2 separate regions of the Rattus norvegicus genome follow, and region 1 is linked to region 2. The links are chromatin contacts, called in public Hi-C maps. All regions are on one chromosome and are shown on one strand. The core of a region is the stretch at or near the end of the contact, and the rest is flanking DNA. Distances in the headings are between cores, read along the strand shown. Region 1 has its middle 170 kb from the start of Ednrb. Region 2 overlaps Scel (sciellin).

The links. Hi-C and Micro-C count contacts between places; a contact is called where the count stands out from the background.
Region 1: a Hi-C map of hepatocytes shows a contact between it and region 2, with 4 times the contacts expected there. The contact joins two enhancer-like sites. A contact is called at or near these places in 7 of 12 Hi-C or Micro-C datasets (the A7r5 cell line, the Rat2 cell line, Schwann cells and 4 more).

Annotation. Positions count from the first base shown.
Region 1 is chr15:87,258,072-87,261,473 of GRCr8, reverse strand. No RefSeq gene overlaps it. Among named protein-coding and RNA genes, the nearest start is that of Ednrb, 170 kb to the right of the region's middle. Within about 2 kb of position 1,638, at least 4 of the 93 cell types and tissues checked have an H3K27ac peak or open chromatin away from gene starts, as enhancers often do.
Region 2 is chr15:86,789,465-86,792,960 of GRCr8, reverse strand. The region is part of intron 8 of Scel (sciellin); the gene reads right to left. Among named protein-coding and RNA genes, the nearest start is that of Scel, 37 kb to the right of the region's middle. Within about 2 kb of position 1,505, at least 3 of the 93 cell types and tissues checked have an H3K27ac peak or open chromatin away from gene starts, as enhancers often do.

The DNA.
Region 1 (3,402 bases), core at 389-2,888, 470 kb before region 2:
AGGGGGTGCCAGGTCAAAGCACAGTAATGATATACAACAGAAAATAGGATAATTTGATTTGGAACATACTTAGGCACACACTTCCCTCTGGTCTCCCAAGTTCTACCCTTTCCTTCCTATTTATCTTTTTTCTGTCTTTCTAACTTTAGCTTTTTAATTAATTTGAAGTTACGTTTATTGAAAGTCAAGGATATGTTCTTGAAGAAAATAGAAGATGAGCCAAGCCCCTTCGTTCCGTGTTGGTGAAATCTTAGCTGGGAAGAAACCCATCATGCTAGAGTCCCACATACATCATAAACTCTTGTGTATTTATAGCAGAATAAAAATGTTTACTGCCTGTCTGAATGCATTTCCCAGCAACGGAGAAACCATCGTCCAGCTCAGAATGCTCGGAATGTCATCTGATACTACAGAGAAAAGAGCGATACGTTTTGCAGACACACAGTAATAAAATACTTGAGTACGTTCTGAAGGGAGACCAGAGCCATGGGGAAGGGGCAGGAGCTAGAAATCAGTAAGAAGATTTAGGTTATAAACCAGAGGCTGCTCTGCACACCAGAGGCAGAAAGAGTCCCAGAAAGGGAAGATTAAAATACCTCAGAATTTGGCAGTCATTCAGAGCAGGGTTTTGTCTTCTTTGGGTGTTTGTGGGTTTGTGTTCTTTCGGTGTTTGTGAGTCCTATTGTGTTGTACTGACCTAGATTAGTGCGGCTCCTCAGAGCACAGCAGTAGAGCTTTGCAGTAACGTTGCCCCATGGCTTAATTTCCCAATTAAACTTAAACAAATTTCTCAAATGCTCATAAAACCCTTGGTGGCAAGATCAGTGCACCTGAATATTTAATTATTTGAATGTCAGTCTGAGACACAGATAATTGGCAGCTAATAGAAAACGCCTAAGACCTGAAAACAAAAGGTTTGTCTATGGCTGATGGGGGAATAATTGAATAAACTTATTAAAATAAAGGCAGGCTTTTATCTTAAATAAGTAGAAAGATACTAGAATGCTGGACCAAGTTTAAAACAAAGAGAAAGGAGTAAAATAGCCCCCAGTTGCAGTTGTCGTCTAGATCCTGAACTGGCTGCAGTTAAATAATAGAATTAATATTAAGAGGCTATCTTGTGTCTGTCTTCCGTGTAGGAGATTAGCTAATGGGTTTGTCTAAGTGAAATATTCTTCTCATGTTGGTTATAAGGTTTCCACACAAGTAAATACAAAACCAAGTCAAATAAATATGGATCCCAGATAGCATTTTACAAACCAGAAGTTAATCTGGTGATCCTCGTGCATCCGCTTAATTACATATGGAGAGAAATAGCTGGAGATTTGGCTGGAAGTTGAGAAGCCAGAGGTGCGGATGAAAGACTTATGGAGCTCAGGAGAGGTCCCAGTGGGAAGCCCATGGAATTAGTCTTGGCCTCAGCCTTACTTTACATCTTAATTACTGATTTCAAAGAAAGGCTAAACTGCACATTAACTAATTTGCAGATGGTCCTAAATTGGCAAACACTGGGAATTGCAGATTAAAAATCTAAAGCGATTTTTTTTTTTGAGGTTTGAAATGGGGATCCATGAAATACAGTCCTTTCAGTAATAATAGCTAGGGTGATAATGGTGCGATAAGGCGTAAGGACTAGCACCGTTTTTTTGTGGAGGCAAAGCGAGGAAAGGTGTGAGAGGAGACATCTTCTGTAGGCGGGGAGTCTTAAAACCTTATGCAGAAAAGCAAGTTGGAAACTGAAAGAACTGAGACCGGATGTTCTAAAATGCTACAAAGGCGTTCGCTCCGATCTGAAGTCAGCTCAGCCCACTTCCTCACGGAGGTTCAGAGACTTGATCCACACCCCATCACCAGCGGGCATTCGTTTCTGTGCACCCTTCCTCTCCAGGCCCTTCCTCTCCAGTAGCGGCTGCTGTTTACCTACTCATTCACATTGCTATGGAATTATGAAATACCTTACAGACTCTCACCTATGGAATGAACCGAGAAATTAAAAAACAGCAAAACAAAAAACACTATTGACATCTCTGTTTGCCTCTCATCTTCTGTAACGCATGAGTGGGAGCAGAAAGGAGATGTGTTGAAGATACCGTGTCAAAAGCCACACTCCCAAACAGGGAATGGCAGGGATCGGGGAAGAGGCTAATTATCAGTGTACAAACACCGGTAACAGTCTTTAGGGAAATGCAGAGATGATAGAAAGAACTCTGGAATAGTGGTTCTCAACCTCCCTGCTGCTGTGACCCTCTAATACTGTTCCTCACACTTGTGGTGACACCCACCCCCCCAGCCACAAAATTCTTTTCATTACTATGTCATAACTATAATTTAGCTACTGTTATGAACCATAATATAAATATCTGCCTCCCGCCCCGTTAAAGGATTGTTTAACCCCATAGGGGTCGAGACCCACAGGTTGGGAACCCCTGCTGTAAACGTCAGCATTTCTTTGTTGTCAAAATGTGAAGCATATCTCAGAGTTCAGGGCTAGTGGGTTGGCCAAGGGGGGGGGGGGGGGCGATGCTGAAACAGGCAGGTCATTTCTTTAGAGCTTGGGCCTCACCTGTGCGCCCGTCTTCAGCATTGTGTCCAGTTAGCATTGTCTCCAGGTAGGAAATTTTTTTTAAATTACTTCCCTAACCATGGAAAATCCCCTACACCCTGGAATTTGTAAAGTAGGTTCTGGTACCCTTTTCTCGCAAGGTGGCAACCCCTTAGCTCTAGAGCCTTGACAGCAGCTTGCTTGGGTAGAATAAGGAAAACTAAACGTAGTTGTTGTCCTTCCGCCTTCAAGGGATCTGCAGGAAAACGAGCAGAGCCTGCAATGTATTGGGGCTGTGCAGCAGCCCAGGGAACTCCCAAGTGCCAGCTGATAGCCCCGAGGCAAGGCGGTTCCTACTGGGCACTCCCGTGCAACAACCCTTGCATGCCCTGAGAGCCATCAACAATAGAAAAGAGAACACTCAGATACCAGAAGGATCAAAACCTCTTCAAGGAGATCCAAGATGCACCAGGTGCACAGGAAGAACAGGAGAAAACAGGAAGTAACAAATACGACCAGGATGAGTTAAAAAAACAAACAAACAAAAAAAAAAAAACAAAGGCAATTACAAATCCCAAAGTAAACCAACAGAATCCTGGTCATGAAGGACACTGTCTAGGTGAAACTCTAATCAAACATGACATGAATTTAATAATTAGCAGTGCATTTTAAAGGCAATCAAGTTGACTTTAAATGTACTGTCTTGAGTGACTAAGAAGTGAAGGCAAGAGAGGCTGAGAGAGGAAAGTAGCGTGAATGGGAGGCATGGACCAACAGAATAATAGCAGCACAAGGAGAGCGTTTTAAACATCGACTTTCAAATCTTCTCACCCCCCCTGCCAACATGAAAGACTTGGTTA
Region 2 (3,496 bases), core at 256-2,755:
TTGTGACTATAACCACAGAGGGTGGATGACTGCATGGGGCTGGCGTGGCGGCAACCCTCACCATGGGAACTAGAAGGGTGATGGCTTCTAGGGCTAGCCATGGTGGCAAGATGGCCACAGAGCTCAGAGAGTAGCTGGCAGCAACGTGGGATGGAAATTGGAAACTTAGAGAGACGAGTTGAGACATTTTGCTGATTAAGATGAAAATACCTGACAGATGCCATGTGGCCCACCGGTACGGGCAACAGAGTGGGGGGGTGCGTTTCTATTTAATATTTACCCCTGCCAGTTTGTTGTTGTTGCTTGTTTATGGTTTGGTTTTTACTTTCCTCTTTTTTTCTTTTGGAAATATGTGAGTTTGGTATTTAACTATAAATGTGATTTGTTGCATAGTTTATTTTGTTTGAGACAGGGTCCTGCCTGTCCTTGGTTAGCCTGGAACTCTCTATGCAGACCAGGCTAGGCTTAACCTCATATTCACCTGCCTTTGCCTCCCAAGTGCTCGGATTAAAGGCATGTACCACCATGCCTGGATTAAATATGATTTTTTTAAACCTTATTTTAAATGCCCTTTCAGGCTGGTAGGTGATCATTTAAAGTATAGCTAATCTTGCTGGCCTTTTAAAATTAAATATATAGATACAGATACAGTTAGAGACGTAGATATAAAAGCTAGCACGTTCATACCGATAAACTCACAATTGTAGGCATAAGCATCTATGCAGAGAAAGATGTTAGACAGACAATAAAAGTACGAAGTCATGACCTTCATTAGGAAAACAAACCATTTTGTTCCAGTTTATGCAGGCCAGCACAAGTATTCAATCTAAACACAACTCGCTTGGATTTCCTGGTTAGCACAGGCTAGCCCATCGAGTTAAAGGGGGAACTAACAAGAAAGGGTATGATCGGCGATGTCAAAGACTGCAGAGGTCTAGGGGGAAAGGCGTTCTGAGAAAGGCTGTCTCTTGGAGTGGCGGATGTCTGGAGGACGTGTAACCATACAACACAGAAGATGAACAACATTTCAGGGACAGATGGCGCCATGAATGCGTGCCTATGCAATGGGCAGACACGTGGCGAGGCAGCCGGACAGTGCTCTGAGAGAAGAGGCCAGGGAGGAGAAAGGGAGAGGATCCCAGTGTATCGTGAAAGATAAAGAGAAGTAACTTCAGCTCGTAACTGGTGTTAAATCGCCATCCCCCGGTTTTATCTGTCTCTGACCTACTTTCATTCACTTTGGTTCCTATGGGGACAGAGATCTGTTTTTGTAGCGTTCCCTCCCTTTCGTCATTAATAATTGCTCCTTTTTTTTTTCTTGGCATTTACTACAAAGTCTACTTATCAACCCCGGGAAGGCACTGGCATTGAAGACATTAAAGAAGATGCTGTACCTAACTCCAGAGCACTTACTCTTTTAGAGTCAAGCCCTTACACTGGGTGTGGCTGTATCGTCTCGCCTCAGCGAGAAGCCTTTCTGTTTGGGCATTATGTAAATCCCTGTGACCCTAAAACAGGAACCGAGAGTCCCATTGAGCAATGAAATCTGCAATCCCATTTCCTTGGTTCTACTGATATGAATCTAAGCCAGATTTATTTTTTTAACAGAGCATTGTTACTCATTTCCTTGTAAAAAACACATCCAGCCAATCGCTGGATCGCTGTGGATGAGGGCCGGGGCTGCCCGCTCTCAGCAAAGCCACACCCACAGGCTCAACTGGCCTAGAATAAATGGGATTTTGACTCATGACCAATTTTTGCACACTTTACAAAGTTATATAATCATTTGCCCATTGTGATGATAATTTATATTAATACTAGAATCGGGAAGAATGGACCAAAATTAAAAGTTATTTTGGAATTATCTAGTAAATACTTCTGGCAAAAATACCATTTGCTGCCTATCAAAGAAAGATCGAATGGCTCTCCTGATACTTGGAGGTGGGGGTGGGAGGGCACTTTAACCGACAAAGAGAAATGTGAGCAGGTATTGGGCAATTATCTGGTAGTACCCTGAGGAAAAGGGGTGCTTTACGCTGGAAATACAGGTATTCACAGAACAGTAAGTCACCCGGAGATGTGCATGTTAAGGAATAAAACATTTTAAGAGAAAGCGGATGTTATTCCATATTACTGTTATTTAATGTGTTCTACAACTTTTTTTGACATATCAATATCTATATATAAATATATAGAAAAATGTGGAAAGATAACAATTTCTTTGACCAACTGCAGTTCATATATTTACAGATCCAATGCTGTTAAAGGACATATTAAAGGATATATTAAAGGACATTTATTTCTACAAATTTCTATCATTTGGAGATAAAGGAGACACTGGAAGTGTGTGTGTCAGATGAACATTTAGGAAATATGCCAATATTATATTACACACATATACAGTTTCACAGTTATAAGCAGGACAAGAACCCGTTGAAATATGGAAATATTTCAGTGAAGATATTTTGGCTTCTGACATGAAGAAATTTTGGATATCAGAATGCAAATAAAATCAGTCAGAGGCCACACCTCCCTCCTGTTTCAGAGGTGACGTACACCATAGGACTTTGGCACCTATAGAAGACACTTCTCGGGGGTTGGGGATTTAGCTCAGTGGTAGAGCACTTGCCTAGCAAGCACAAGGCCCTGGGTTCAGTCCCCAGCTCCGAAAAAAAGAAAAAAAAAAAACCGAAACAGAAGACACTTCTCTAAAATCCAAGACAGAGGCTCTGTTCACCAAGAGAGCCTAATAATCCAGAGTGGCATTTGACACAATGATTGATCCATTAAATGTTTATTGAATTATTCATATGCCCTGCATGGTTATTGAAGAATGAGGCCTATGATTTTAGCTATATTTCTTCTCAAAAGAACAAGTTAAAGAGAAAACACTCACTCATCACTTCTTGTTTATCACGCCGTGCTTACAAGGAATTTGTCACACATATCCCCACTTGTCAACTGGGCCTGAAGTAGATGGACCCACAATGGTGCCCCAGCCTGAAATTTGGCTTAGTTCCCTCCCTGACACCGTTAGGAGTTGAGCTGTGTCCCCTGAGATTCTCATGTGGACGTTTTGACTTGTTCTCCCTGAGAATGTGGCATTTTGGGGGAGCGAGGTCTTTTCAGGTATTGTAAGTTAATATGAGGTCATACTGGCATAAGTTGGAGCCCTGAGCCAACAGGTCTGGTGTTCTTTAAAGCAAAAGAAACTTGTGCTCAGCCATTTGCACAGAAAGGATGCCATGTGGAGGTGGCAGTTGGCAGGGAAAGTCAGACTGTGCAGACTGGGGGGTGTCAGTGATTGCCAGGAGGCCAGCATCTACTTAGGAGAGCAGGACTCTCTCACAGCTCTCACGAGGAGCTGGTCCTGCTCTCATCTTGATCTGTCACAGTGAGGGGATAAGTTTCCACTGTTTATTCTACTACATCTGTAGCACGTTGTCATGGAAAACATGACAAACTAATATAGGCACCCCCTCACTTCTCACAGCTT